Linked DNA regions of Zea mays: region 1 is linked to region 2. The links are chromatin contacts, called in public Hi-C maps. All regions are on one chromosome and are shown on one strand. Each heading gives the region's core, a stretch centred on a gene start, on an enhancer-like site or on the middle of the called end of the contact. The rest is flanking DNA. Distances are from core to core; before and after follow the strand shown.

What was found. Hi-C and Micro-C count contacts between places; a contact is called where the count stands out from the background.
Region 1: a Hi-C map of leaf shows a contact between it and region 2, with 8 times the contacts expected there. The contact joins the promoter of LOC100274449 here to the promoter of LOC100281602 in region 2. A contact is called at or near these places in 9 of 25 Hi-C or Micro-C datasets (ear, endosperm, leaf and 1 more).

Annotation. Positions count from the first base shown.
Region 1 is chr8:163,804,490-163,812,232 of Zm-B73-REFERENCE-NAM-5.0, forward strand. LOC100274449 (glycosyltransferase) reads left to right here and starts at 1,843. Exons shown (of 1, transcript NM_001148808.1): 1 at 1,843-3,866. The coding sequence starts at 1,921. The coding sequence ends at 3,510.
Region 2 is chr8:163,646,487-163,653,389 of Zm-B73-REFERENCE-NAM-5.0, forward strand. It overlaps LOC100281602 (NAD kinase 1), which reads right to left and starts at 3,455. Exons shown (of 11, transcript NM_001291621.1): 1 at 3,089-3,455; 2 at 2,831-2,947; 3 at 1,005-1,188; 4 at 748-867; 5 at 45-337. The coding sequence starts at 3,115.

The sequences.
Region 1 (7,743 bases), core at 593-3,092, 160 kb after region 2:
CTAGGTAAATTTCTGAGCGAGACTAACAATCATTTTTTATAGATGATATTGTTTCCGATCGTTTCCGGTTGTTTTCATCCCTAGTAATATTATGTCATGGGCGACGACAGGGGGGCATATGAGGGCAATTCCCCCGATGCTCCCCTAATTCTATAAGATTGTTAGTTTTTTAGCTAATTCTCATGAAAATGATGAAAGAATGTTTCTAACAGTTCTCTAATCTAATTTGGTCCTCTTAGAGCTTGTTTGGGAGCATGTGGAATGGAGGAGATTGAGGGGACTAGAATCCCTCACTATTTAAAATTGAATAGTAGGGGATTCTAGCCCCCACAATCCCCTCTATTACCCTTGATTCCAAACAAGCCCTTAATCTCAGATCCTCGCTCCGTGCTATATATATGAATCCGATCCTGTCCATCCAGGAGACGTTTGATTTGCACTTGTAAGTGGAGCCACAGCGCATTGAAGAATGAATAAGAGGAATAAACGAAAGGAGCCGGCGACATGAATGGGGAGATGATGGAGAGGGACCAAGCACCAAACCCACTACTGCTCACTTGTAGTAGCTCGTGCTACTGTTGCTGTGCATCTCCGACCACAGATTTGCTTCCTGTCTCGTTTTTGCCGCCTCTTAGATAGCATGCGTTTTCACCTTCTCTATTCCATTTCTTGGTCACCCAATCTGAGTAGAACTCATGCAATAATGTTGAACCAACCTGTAAACTGATACGAGCTAGCCGACAGCTGTTTCTTATTTATTTATCATCATCTCAAGTTTAGAAAATATCTATTACTAGCAGCTGACTACACCTAATTTCCTTCAAATCAGGTTCGATACACCTTCTGAAATTATGGCTATCACTGAAAAGTCGTATTTGTATTTTCAGTGTGAAAGCATAAAACCATGGATGTGATGGGTGCTTTTATTTTCTTTTTTTTAAGATGCTCCCATGCATGGAGTAATAAAAAGTAACTGATCAATTTATAAACATATTGTAATAATAAAAACATGTATTAGATTAAAGGAACATGTAATATTAGAGACTTTATCATTGTCTAATATGTTGTGACCCCGTTTGGATCTACAGTACATGCATGGGGTTTACCTGAGAGCTAGAATTAAACTAGCTCATGCATATGGTTGATTGTGTAGTAAACTTACGGCGCCCAGATAAAGAAGATCTTGGGTGATTTTTAGGCTTTTAGCAGCTAACTGTTAGCAATACAGTGTAAAAAAAGGCCCTAATTAAATACCTATGGCCCGCCCGAAGGAGTATACGCGACCAAATGAAATGTAGAAAAGCACCTATTCAAGAGATCAATTATTGACTAAGTTTACACAAATTGATTGGCCTACGTACGTCGGTGGAAGATAATGACGCATACCTATGCATCCAAAAACAAGTATGAACTGTATCACAAATATTTTCTCTGCATATATACATACAGCTAGCAGCAATGAATTCTACACCATTTTTTCTGACCTGGAAGACCTGAATTGGTCGATGCTCCATCCTAATTGCATTGACGTGTCAAATAAAGCTAGCTAGCTTTCTACTTGTAGGATTAGGACTGGAAGATGTCAAGATGCACCGCTAGCGCGCTGCAGGTGCCAAAATGGCGCACGTCTGCCAGCAGAAGCTGAAGCTGACCCTAGCTAGCTAGCGGTCATGGAAATCCTTCGTCGTCGCCTCCGCGCGCGCCGTGTCTCTCTTGTCACGTTCGGCAGCGACCAGCGACCGCGCCGCCCTGTCCCTGTGCAACGACTCGATCGTCTCTCTTGGCAAGTCCTTATAAAGTTATAACCCCGGCCCGACGCGAGAGTGACACAGATGCCGGCTACAACGACGACGTACTAGCTAGCTAGCTCGTTCGATCGCGTGCGTCGTTCCACACCGACGACCGGCGGAGACGAGCGGCATGGAGGCCTCCGCCAAACTGCCCGTCGTCGTCCCGAAGGGCGTCGGCGGCATGGACAACGACGACGTCGCGCCAGCGGGCGGCAAGAAGCAGGCGGCGGCGGGCAGGTGGGGGTTCGTGCAGTTCTTCTTCGTGCTCGCCGTCGTCTTCTGCGTGCTACTCTACGCACCGCGCGTCCTCGTGCTCAGCCCGTACGGGTACAGCATCGACGTCGGGCTCTTCGCGCCGACGCCGACGACGGCGACGGCCTCGTCGGTGCCGCAGCGCGTCGCCGGAGGCAATGCGGTGGCCCTTGACCTTGACAACCAGGTGCGGTCCCCGTGCTCGTCCATGCGCGACCACACCATCTGCTGCGACCGCTCCAGCGTGCACACGGACGTGTGCTTCATGGCCGGCGACGTGCGCACGGACGCCGCGTCGCTGTCGCTCCTGCTGTTCCCGCCGCACCAGCAGGCGCAGAACGGCACGTCGTCGGAAGAGGACAAAGAGGAGAGGGTGCGGCCGTACCCGCGGAAGTGGGAGCGCTTCATCATGGACAAGGTCCCCGAGGTGCGGCTCCGTGTGGCGGCGCCGCGGCGGCCAGATGGGGAGCGGGAGGAGGAGGAGCACCGGTGCGACGTACGGCACGACGCGCCGTTGCTCGTCATGTCCGCGGGGGGCTACACCGGCAACCTGTTCCACGCGTTCAACGACGGGTTCCTGCCGTCGTGGCTGACGGTGCAGCACCTCCGCCGCCGCGTCGTGCTGGGGGTGGTCTCGTACAACCCCTGGTGGGCCGGCATGTTCGGCGAGGTCATCTCCGGCCTCTCCGACCACCCCGTGGTGGACCTCCTCCACGGCACGCGGACGCACTGCTTCCCGGGCGCCATCGTGGGGACCCGCTACCACGGCATCCTCATCGTGGACCCCGCTAGGCTCCGGGACAACAAGACCATCGTCGACTTCCACCAGATGCTCGCCGACGCGTACGAGAAGCCACCACGGGAGACGGCAAGACCAGCACAGCAGCAGGACCTGCGGGACGCCGAGCAGCGGCGGCGACGGCGGCCGAGGCTGGGGATCGTGTCGCGCAAGGGGACGCGGGTGATCGAGAACCAGGCGGCGGTGGCGCGGCTGGCCTCGTCCGTGGGGTTCGACGTGGACATCCTGGAGACGGCCAACGGGCTGCCGCTCTCGGCGTGGTACGCGTCGCTGCGTGCCTGCGACGCGCTCGTGGGGGTGCACGGCGCGGACCTGACCAAGTTCCTGTTCCTGCGGCCGGGGCGCGCCTCGCTCACCCAGATCGCGCCGCTGGGGGTGTCCCCGATCGCGCGCGAAGACTTCGGGGAACCCGCCGCCCGGATGGGGCTGGCGTACGAGCAGTACGAGGTGCGCGCCGGCGAGAGCTCGCTGGCGCGCAGGTACGCGCCGGGCGACGTGGTGCTGACCGACCCGGAAGCGGCGAAGCGGGACAAGGGGGGATGGAACTTGGTGGCGCGCGTCTACCTCGGCGGCCAGAACGTGACCCTGGACCTCGCTAGGTTCCGGCAGACCCTGGCGAGGATGCACGCGCACGCGATGCGGCAGCGGCGCCGGCAGGAGAGACTGTGATGGCCGGCCGGCCGGCGGCGACAGGTGTACGCACGCACGGCGGCTGTCTATGCTGTTCCGGACCGGTAGAGGGAGCGTGACGGCAGGCATTGGCAGCTTGTTGGAACGACGACGTGCATCAAGTGTTGGGGGGCGGTGAGCATGCACGCATCACCGTGTATTTTGGATGGAGATGGAACAAGAGAGGCGTGCTTTGTCGTGTGCTGTTTGCGTGACGGATTGGGAACGCCGACGACCACTAAGGTGACGGCAGCATATATATATACCTCGATCGAATGCCGCATACATATGGTGTGACGATGCACCCCCTGACACGTATATTGTATGTGCAACATATTACAAATTACATATTTTACTAATATCTGCGTGCATGTATACTTGTTTTTTTTGAGTCTTTCGTTTGCTAATTCTGTGATCGACACGTCGTCTCTGATTCCTTATACTGAATATATATATACGTGCTCCGTCCACCTCAAAAAGGTTTAAAAGTCATGAACCTTAAATTTAACTAAACGTATAAAAACTAGTAAAATTGACAGCATGAAATAAAAATATTATTAAAATAACTACGTGATATATTTATTAAAATTAACTTAAGTATATTAATATTAATTTTTTCTATAAAACATAGTCAATTTATGATTATTTGATTCCTACATGTATGAGGCTTCTTTTTTTATGGAGCGAGTATATTAGTTATAGGCATGTGCCTGTACCACATATACTCGGATAATTCTAATACAGTAATTGTCTTAAAATAAATAAACTTTGATAATGAACATCGGTTAAACTATCTTTAGTTTGACCAACTATATACAATAAAAAACTATACTATTTAAAGCATTAAATAAGTAGTTTATAAAAAATATTCCTCGTGATCTATCTTTGCGCGCGTGCGCAAGCGCGTGTCCCAACTGTGTAGTAGTAGTACTCGAGATTCTACTGCAACATGTACACCGTTCCACTTTCCTGGATCTCACCGCCACCGGTGCGGTGCAGTGCAGCTAGGCAGATTGCATGCATCGCAGTTGTAGGGGGAATGTTCCCTGGTACTTGAATGGAACAGTGCGTGTGCGTCATGCGTTACAGCAGCGGGGCCTAGTGGGCATCGGGCTATATGTTGCGTGGCGTGGTTTCCATCTGGCCTGCGTGGCGCGGCACCTGTTGCTCGAGCGGGACGGCGCAACAAGAACTTGTAGGCCCGGCCCAGCTGGGGGCTGGCCTGTGGCCTCTCGGAATTCAATGCGGTTTACGGGCTTGGGGTCCAGTACGGAAGAGTTTGGCCCAACTGAATGCAGATCGAGCTGTCGTTGCACTCGTACAATGACATGCAGTAGCTATAGGCTTTAGGGGAAAAAACAAATAAACACAAAAGTTTACTACAGACAAAAAAAGAGGTTATTTTTCATACCTGTGGCTAGCAGGAGCTGACAGGGTAGGTAGACGGATGGAATCTGTACATACGTCGGAAGCAATGATGACTCGCAGCGTACTAGTTAAACTTGTTAAGTAACCCTAGTTAGGGTTATGTGGGCAAATACCTGCTTTGCCCCTGAGGGGTCTCACATCTCTATATAAGGAACCTGTACACCCACTCATAATATAGGGAAGAGAAAGAGGCGAGAGGCCCAACCCTACATCGTGTCTATTGTGTTTTCTCTGTCGTGCTAATAGGAAGGGAGACGGGTACTCTACAGCTTTTTACGCCTCTATTGCTGACGTGAGGGAAGGGAGCGGATCTGGTGATCCGTGGTAACGTAGTTCTCAACACGTTATCAGCACGCTCTACCTCGACGTTGCTGCGGCGAGATCAGATCTACATCAACTCTCCGTCAAGCCGGCAGGTCTTTGGCCTAGCCGAACTGTCCTACGCGACAGGCTTCGATTCTCCCTCTACGCAATCGAGTGGTATGTTTTCTTGATCCGCTGGTGTGATCTATGCGACACAAACTTGTTGTCTCCGTTATGGTGCTGCGTCCGTGCCGGAAGCGCTGCACCCGTGGTAGCTAGCTCTCACCAGAAGATGAGATCAAATCTTATAGTGGGCATCGACTTTAACGCGTGGCCGCCCTGCATGGCGGCGCCCGGAAACGGACACACGGAGCTTCGGCCTCTGCTCCACAAGCTCGTGCGACGCCTCGCCCGCGCACTTCCCCGCGCAGCCGCGCTAGTCCCGCCCGCCGCACGCGATGGTAGCGCCCTCCGTGACCCGGCGTACCCCTCGCGATGTCACTCGAGCCGAGTGCAGGCATCCCGTCGCCGGTTGTCAAACTCGGGATCAGGAGCAGCGCCGTCCACGCGCATCCAGTAACAGATCACGAGAAAAAGGTGCAAGGTTGGTGGAGTGGTGTTTAAGCGCACCAGCTAGGAGGCATGCACAACCGTCTGACCCGGTCACATGCATGCACAATCGTCTCCAATGCATGCACGTGTAATGAGCGGCGGTAGTTTTGCTTGCATGCAGCCTATTGTGGCCACAGATGCAGTAAAAAGGAGCCGATGTTGATCCAGTCAAAGGCAGTTAGCCAATTTCTAAAGCCCGGTCAAAGTTGCCTGACCGTGCGTTTATGAACAAAAAAAAGTTACTGGTTTTTTTCGTAAATACACGCTGAATCAATAAACTTTTGTACATTTTTTTAATTTATGTACATGCTCTATGTTGTTTATTTTATTTATTTCCTGTAGCAAATAATAAATAGAATAAACAATTTTTGCAGTTTCTACTTTAATTAATTATTTCCCGTAGTAAATAATTAGTAGAAAATGCATGCTTAAATATAGAAAATGTCTTTTACACCTGATGTGTTATGTTCATGTATTAATTATGGTGTTCATTTTTTCTGTATTAATAATTATTTCCCGTAGTAAATAATTAGCAGAAAATTATTAAAATGCCTGTGAAGGTTATATTGTGTATACTCAAATCGCTCTAAATATTTGTGTTGCGTTGAGCTTTTGGGCTCACGTCGAGCGATTAATGATATAATGGGTACTTAGACACGTCGATCAGATTACATTTTTCATTGGTTGAGCTATGACATTGGCTAAGCATTGGCTGCGCTCTGGCAACACGTCGCATTATTTGTGTCATTAGAACTTAGTTGCGTCATGTGATTGCTATGTTGTACTCTCGCTTAATCCGACCACTCCTGTTGAGTTGGACCGGCATCGCCGAGTCATGTATTTTTTCGCATGCCTGTAAGCACTGTTCGTCTGTCGTTATCACCGAGCCACAATTGCGTCTGTTGCACACGTTGTGTGGACTTGTCGCGTATCCCAATTACCGAGCCACAATTGCACCTGTTACGCTTGTTATGGAGGCTTGTTGCGTTGTCGTAGCCCAGATGGCCACACACGCGTTGACGCCAGATACGATAGAGCTTTTACTCGCGTGGATTGTGGTGGGTCGTTCAAGCCCTAAAGTCACATTATGCGCAACCTTCGTAAACAATTTTGTTTAGCTCTATATTTTATTTGCTTGTGTTGTGTGGCATCATATATTTATTTATATTGCCAAGTGGCCATAACAACTATATCAAGCTCTATAGTGCTCGAATAATTTGGGAAATTAAATTGAAATACAACAGAACATGGATAAGTTAATTCTCTCCTCTCTCCTCATGCATAAAGTTTTACCCGAAGTAACCCGAAGATATATAATATAATGCATGAAAGCCTTTTTGGCATAGAAGATATCACAAATTGGGATTATATTAGTAAGCAAAAAGACCTTACCAAATGATTTAAGATCAGAAATCTCAGTCATACATTGCTCAACCAGATGTTAGCACATTGCTCTCTTTGTCGCTGGATGACATGAAGCAAACTATGAGATAAAAGGACATGTAACTGCTAGCAACAAGAAGTTGCGAGTATACCGAGAGGTTATTTTGAGAAATTTTTCACTATGTTGGTGTGAAAACCATAGTGTGTTCCCGTCGAACCACTTTACTCGTTCTATCTAGGACCTCTATGCTTGTGTCGCATACATCTCTCAGAATTGTAAATACTTATAGTCACTGAATTGACTCGGGATAGTCCTTTGACAAGTTTGTTATACACTGTAAGCTGAATGGTAAAGGTCGGTCCTGAATGGACACATACCTAGGGTTTATGTAGCCGAATTACACTGAATTCCACCCTTTGGCATGCTTACCATTATCTACCTCTGATCTACCAGAAGTGAGAAGAGTAGACAAATAACTATAAAATTCCACATCACAACAGAGCTTG
Region 2 (6,903 bases), core at 2,205-4,704:
CTATCGTCATTCCAAAATGAATTGAACAAGACAAATCGACAAACCTGCTTATTGCTCCGTTCTGCTGTTGTTATATCACCTTTTTCGAAGGACACAAAATCATGCTTATGCTGGCCATTTTTATCCCCGTTACATCCCCATGAAAGTTTAAATGGTGCCTTTCTCCCTCCCACCTTGTGATTAGATCTTGGGATAGGTCCAGGAACTTCATCCTGGAGAACCTGGTGTGCACATATACCATGCTTACCACAACAGCCTAATTGATCAGGTGCAGGTGTCTCCAGGGTTAGTTGGCTGGCCAGTTTGTCCAAGTTATTACTGATACAACTGCTGTAGCCTGCACAAGATAGAATTCCATTTGCTCAACAGAAACAAACAGTATAGATACAGAGCATACTAATATAGTATTCCACAATGCAATATATGTGTCTAATTTTGGGGTTCCATCTGATGATGCTATGATAACCCCCACACCCTCAAGTCACAAATAAAGCTACCCCTATGAGCAGCAGTGTATTGAACATCGCAGAGGCCAGAGCCTAAAATTTGCTAAACCAACCATACCCCTTGATGGGTGGGCCTACGCACGTTTAGCAATCTGCTTGGAATTATGTGGTCGCTTCACCAACTATACCATCAAATGGAAACACATAGATAGAAGCTTGAAGCAAAAGTTAATGGATTGCTGAAATTATGAGATTGTTTCACTGAAAGTAAAATCATCAATATCAAATACATAAATCTCACCTCTGATTTTACTTTGCTGCTTCTGCGCTGTCTCTAATTCATACTTACGTTTCCACTCTGCTGCCTCTGCTTGAGCAGCAGCCTTCCCTTCAGCCACTTGTCGTAAGGCTTTTGCGACAGCTTCAAATTCACATAAATTTATACCAATTATGTTGTTGTGGTATTGTTTTAATAGTAAATAAAAGGTTCTATATATGTCTGTATTTTTATAGTACACTTTAGGCTTCATTCAAAGTAGAAAGTATGTCTATCCTTACTTCTCAAGGCCTCTGAAAACTCAATAAGATGTGCATCGGTTGATCTGACAGGAGTTTGAGCAAGAAATTCATATGCTGCCTTCTCTGATTCCAGTAAACTAACGGTAGAACTAGCTGTAGAGATTGATCCATTTTCACTTTGATGTGAGGCCATGACATCTACATTTACTGTCTCATCAGAGACCTGAAATAGAAGCAGATCTGTCAGCGTGAGTGTAGGGCAATGGGACATCTGACGGTTAAAAAAATGTCTCTTCTACCATTGTGAATGTATCAACTGCCTCCAGAAATAAATGTATCCAGCCATTTAAGATTGCAATGGCATACATATTTAGTTTAGTTTAGATTCACGGATAAAGGGCTGAGAGGTTTTCAGATAAATTCAGATTTAGACCCACCAAACTTTTGAACTCCATAACCAATACCCCATAAAATTGCTGATCGGTTTAATTTAACTCAGAGCTTAAATAGGCTCAAACTGCAAAATGGTGCAATGTTAAACTTGGGATATGTTAGGTTTTCTATAGGTAAGGTAACCAGGTGATTTAGCCTCATATTTTCATGTGAGTGCTTGGATCTGCAATCAGTGTGACTTTGTAGCTGAAATCCAATCACAAATTCAAGTGTCACATACTATGCAATCGCATGTACTAAATTCGTTTGAAAACCAATACACTAAATTATTCCTCTTCAAAATGGGGAAAGGAGGTCAAGCCCATTTGCATTTCTGGTCCAGGAAATCTCCGAGCTTGCACGATAAGCTAGTTACTTAAAACACTTGTACAGCAAAAGCAGACGACGTAAAACTGATGGACACTCCAGCTATTTACTTGGCCGCCCTTACTTATCACGCAATCGCACGACGAGGAACAAAGCAACGCGTGAGACCAAATCTGTGATATCTTGGCCCAAGACTTAATAGAATTAATATAGTACTCATACCAACAAGATGCATTTTTTTTCCAGAAGGCTGCTTCGAAAGAACCTCTAGTTTATGCGTGCTTGACCTAGAGCAATTTTGGGATGGGTGACCGACCGGAAATACGCATGAGTAAGAACAAAGTGCGCACAAAAGACTCGTGTTGGTCTGTGAGGATGATATATGGTACTAGAGAGGTGTCAGGAGTAAGTAACGCCAGTGACGAAGCTAGAGCGAATTAGAGAAGAGTGCAAATACATTGAGGGTGCATAGTAATAACTTATAGGTGGTGCATATATGGTGAAAAAATGATCTAAATTACCAGTTTTTCAAATTTTCGTGGGTGCATGTGCATCCACCATCTTCTACCAAGCTACGGTACTGAGTACCGCCGGTCCGAGAGTGGTATCAGAACCAACCCTCGCGGTTTCACGGGCGTGTGTGAACTAGGGGTTCGGGTATATGACACATGACGCATGCGGGTCCAGAGTAGTCACAAGACATGACATATGATGACACTAGACACATAGACGTGGCCAGAGGGGAGGTTTCTGCCTTGAGGTTGAGTGACGTCCTCGTCGATCTTCTAAGGGGACTTGGTTATTAAGACTCATACCAACAAGATATATTTTATTTTTCGAAAGTCTGTCTCAAAAGAACCTCTAGGTTAAGTGTGTTTGGCTTAGAACAAGTTTTGGGGAGTGACCGATCAGGAAGTCTTCTTGGATGCGCATAAGTGAGGACAAAGTACGTACAAAGAACTCGTGTTGGTTTGGAAATGGGCTATATCCTAAAGTGCTGCCACTAGTAAGTGCCGTCGGTCCGAGAGTGGACTGTGTGTTACAAACTCAAAGCGGGGGCACATTCCTTTTGGCCATCTACACATGTCTGCAATGTCTGCACGTACCGAGTCGACCAATGATCTGATGCCCGGAGAAGCTGGGATCGGAATCGGTGCAGGGCTGAGGCTCCGGAACTTGGAACCCGTCGGCGCGAGCTGAAACTCCTCGGAGGACGACGGCTCCTGCCACACGGAAACCACGCATTCATCAGAACCAGGTAAACCAAACACTCCGTCGAAGCAAATCGGGCGGAATTCGGACGCCCAGCCGCAAGGAGCCGCCCCAGCCAGCTAGCGCGGACGGATCGGGAGGAACCTGCGTACCTTGTCGGCGAGCTCGTCGTGCGACATGGCGCCGCCGATCTGGTCCGCTCGCTGTCGCAGAGAACACGCCCGTACTACTTGTTCTGCTCTTGGCTCGCCGTCGCAGAAAACACAGCCCGTACTACTTGTTCTGCTCCTGACTTGGTTGGGTACTTGGGTGGGCAGTGTACTTGGCCTCCGATTTGCGAGGGGGGAGAGAGACAAGAAGAATAGGTGGGTGGTGGACCGGTGGGTGCGGTGCGAGGCGACGACGCCGAGGCCGGTGAGGAGCACCACCTCTCCCCGCCCGGCGCGGCTATTTATCGGGTCCTGGTTTGACGCCGACGGGCTCTCGCCGGTGGGGCCCAGACTGGGACGGTTGGCTTCGGGCGGGCGCGTGCTGGGAAGGGAGCGTTATGGCCGTGTGGAGACTTCGTGTTTCCTGCCTGAATTCTACTAAATAATTATTATTAATCAAATTATCCCTCAACATTTGGGGTATTCATGTTCATTCGTGCGTGCCGTGGGGCCAAGCTGGCATAGCACGTGCACAACACTGGGCCGTGTCGTACCAGTCCGCAGCCTTAGAAGCTGACCCAAGCACGACACAAAAATAGCTTAATCGAGATCATGTTGTGACGGTGATCTGGCTAGACCACAAGGTCATGCTGACCCGGAGCACACGGAAATAAAAAAAACTCAAAAATCTAACCATAACGGTTCACAATTAACACAATTAATACTCAAACTCGAAGTAACGAGGAAGAATACTCAATGTATGAAATAACAATTCAATTCACACAGTAACAATTCAAAGTGATGAAATATTCAAAGTCACAAAACTCATACTCATGCCCAATCTCATAGTGGCACTAACTCAATCACCCAATTAGACACTCAACCATGACTCAGAAAAAAGTTGATGCAAACAATATACTAATGGAGTCTTAGTGCAATGTTACCTCATTAAAACATTCCTAAGTAAAACACACACCTCGTAAGAAAAAACTAGAAAGGAAAAGAGTACAAGCAGCTCCTATAGGTTTAATGTAGGTCCAGTCGAGTTTAATAGTTCATCACAAGTTACAACAGAGTAGTAATAGCAATAGAATTAAGAAGCAATAGCAACAGGCCAGTAGGCAACAACCCTCAGGCCTCAACTGTTCAAGATCCACCACTAGTTCCACTAGCTCCACCTGTTCCACCAGATCCTCCACCTCATCTTTCTTTGCCTCCACCAATTTAATCTAGGTACATTGCTTCAAAAAGACCTTCAAGTTCTTTGGTGTCTTTATCCACCATGTGCTAACTATGCAAGTCAGCAAGCTCCTAATCCTTTATGCAGGACAAAACTTCAACCATATTAGGAGTTAGTCACCACTGTCGGTCTTCAAGCACCTGTCAACTAAACTAAAAGTGGACTCTGATGATGCAATGGAAGCATGTACATTTAGAACATTTTTAGCAAGTATAGAAAGCACATGATATGTCAACTTGTGTCGTCGCCACCAGTTTAGAAGATTGAAATCAAAGTCAAAATGTGTGATAATATCAATATCAAGATATGATGGTAACTCAGATATAACAACAATAATAGATGATACAGATGCAGGAGTACTAGTTCTAGTAGATGGGGAAGGCATGATGATATCATTATCCATATATGCCATCCCATGCCTTTGTAGCCTTACCTGCCATACCATCACTCTTATGTTGTTGTGCACTCAAGCGCACTTCACCAAATTTCAATTCATAAATCTAAAAAATCTTAGTTAGCTTAGACCAAATGGATGTAGGATACCTTGAATAATCAGTTCCATTAAGTCCAGACAACCTCAAAAGAAGCTTACTAAACCACCTTATTTTTGCTATAGGATCCAATACAAAGGCAAAGCAACATAGAACATGTATCTTCCTCCAATATTTCAAATACTTTGTTTTCATTGGAACAATAACATCTCTAAGCAAAGCATCAATTTAAAAAGCATTTAGATGTCTAGCAATTTTAAGTATGTGATGTAGCATTAATGCTGAAGTGGGATAATAAATTCCAAACAAAGCAACAGATGTATCATAGAACAACTCAAGAAAGGATAGAACCTTTTTAGCAACATCTTAGTGACCATCTGTCAACAAAATAGAGCCATCTCTCTGAACTGGATGATTAGTTTGGATAAAGACAGAGAAGGTGCTTCGATAAGGAACAAGATGCTTAAGCATTAAGTAAGTAAAGTTTCACCATAACATCCATATCAACACCAAACTTGCTAGGATGAACTCCAAGACTCAAGCAAAAGCTTTTAAATGCAACAATATGTTGGTTAGATGCATTCAAGAATGTAATTGCAGTCCTAAAAGCATCTAAATAATTCCTCAATCATTTCAGACCAGACTACGATCAGAATAACAATGTGGCAATTACAACGCTGATGCAAAAAAAATATAAAAGCTAAGTCCTCCTCTTATCTAACTTCTACATGCAATAAATGACCAATATAAGCATAAAAACAGGTTTAAGAATTGGTACTGCAATTTTATTTGTTGAGACATTGTCTAACACAATAGAGAAAATCTTATCAGAAATTCCAAAATAATCAACAACCATATGAACTCTACCAGCAATGTTTCTTCCAATATGAGCCACTTCAATTGGCCTTAAACCAAACAACCTCTTTTCTAACTCCCAATCAGAATTGACATAATGAGCAACTACACTTATATAATCCTCTTTAGCCTTACTTGACCAGATTTAAGATGTAATATCAACAAATGACACAGGCTTCTTCAAAGCTTCAATTCATTTCTTCATACGTTTATTATAAAGTTTGATTAGGTCTCTAGCAATAGTTTGTCGAGACGTTTTAACAAATCTAGGATTATGAGCATTCACAATATATTCTTCAAATGCATCACATTCAGCAAAGGAAATAGATAAATCTATTCTAGCATTCAAACGACACAATTCAGTACGTGCCCTAGCATCAGAGTACTCCCAATGCATGAGTGAACCATCATGATTATAATTAAGAACAGATTGAATTTCCTTTTTTTTCTTAGCAGCACAAGTATCAACATGGCGTAACAAATGACTAGTGCCACTATAGGATTTAGAATAAAATGAAGCTTTAAAGTGGATGCATGTGGTAGAGACCCTTACCCTCTTACCATTCACCAAATCTTTTACCTTTGTGAAGTCGATCCAAGCTTTAGACCTCTTCTTCCCTGCTCTATCACCATCAACCGTGCTCTCATCGATCGAGCTCGTCCCAGTACCACCACTAGCAGGCTCTGCATCGGCGTCCACATCGACATCAGCATCTGCACTGCTACCGAGGATGAAACGTCGAGCATCCTCAACGTCGTTGTGGTCCTGTAGCCTCATCTCCACAGCCTCAGTAGCCGGATTTAAGTCCATTTTCATGGTCGTCGACCGCCGGACCCCCATTGCCTATGCGACTCCGGTTCCTCAACGGTGAGCGCGTCACCAATCTAATCGCTCGCCGACCTTACCAGACAAGAAAACGAGAGGATTAGATAGGGTTGCAAAAAATGCAAAGAATCTGAATGCATGATGACCTAAACGGCAAAACGATTACCTGCGCAGCCAGAGCACCGGAGAAGAGAGGAAGACGGAGATCTGGCCAGCAGAGCTTGTGACTTGACCACAAACGACGGAGATTAGGAGAAGCCGAGCGCGATTTAGGTTAGGGACTTAGTGTTATCTCATTGGGAGTAGACAATAGAGATGGGAGAGAAGAGGTAGATCCACAACCACAAGACGCGCCGGAGAGCACTCTGATAGTCTGAGACACCAACGACGGAGCCGACGAGCATAG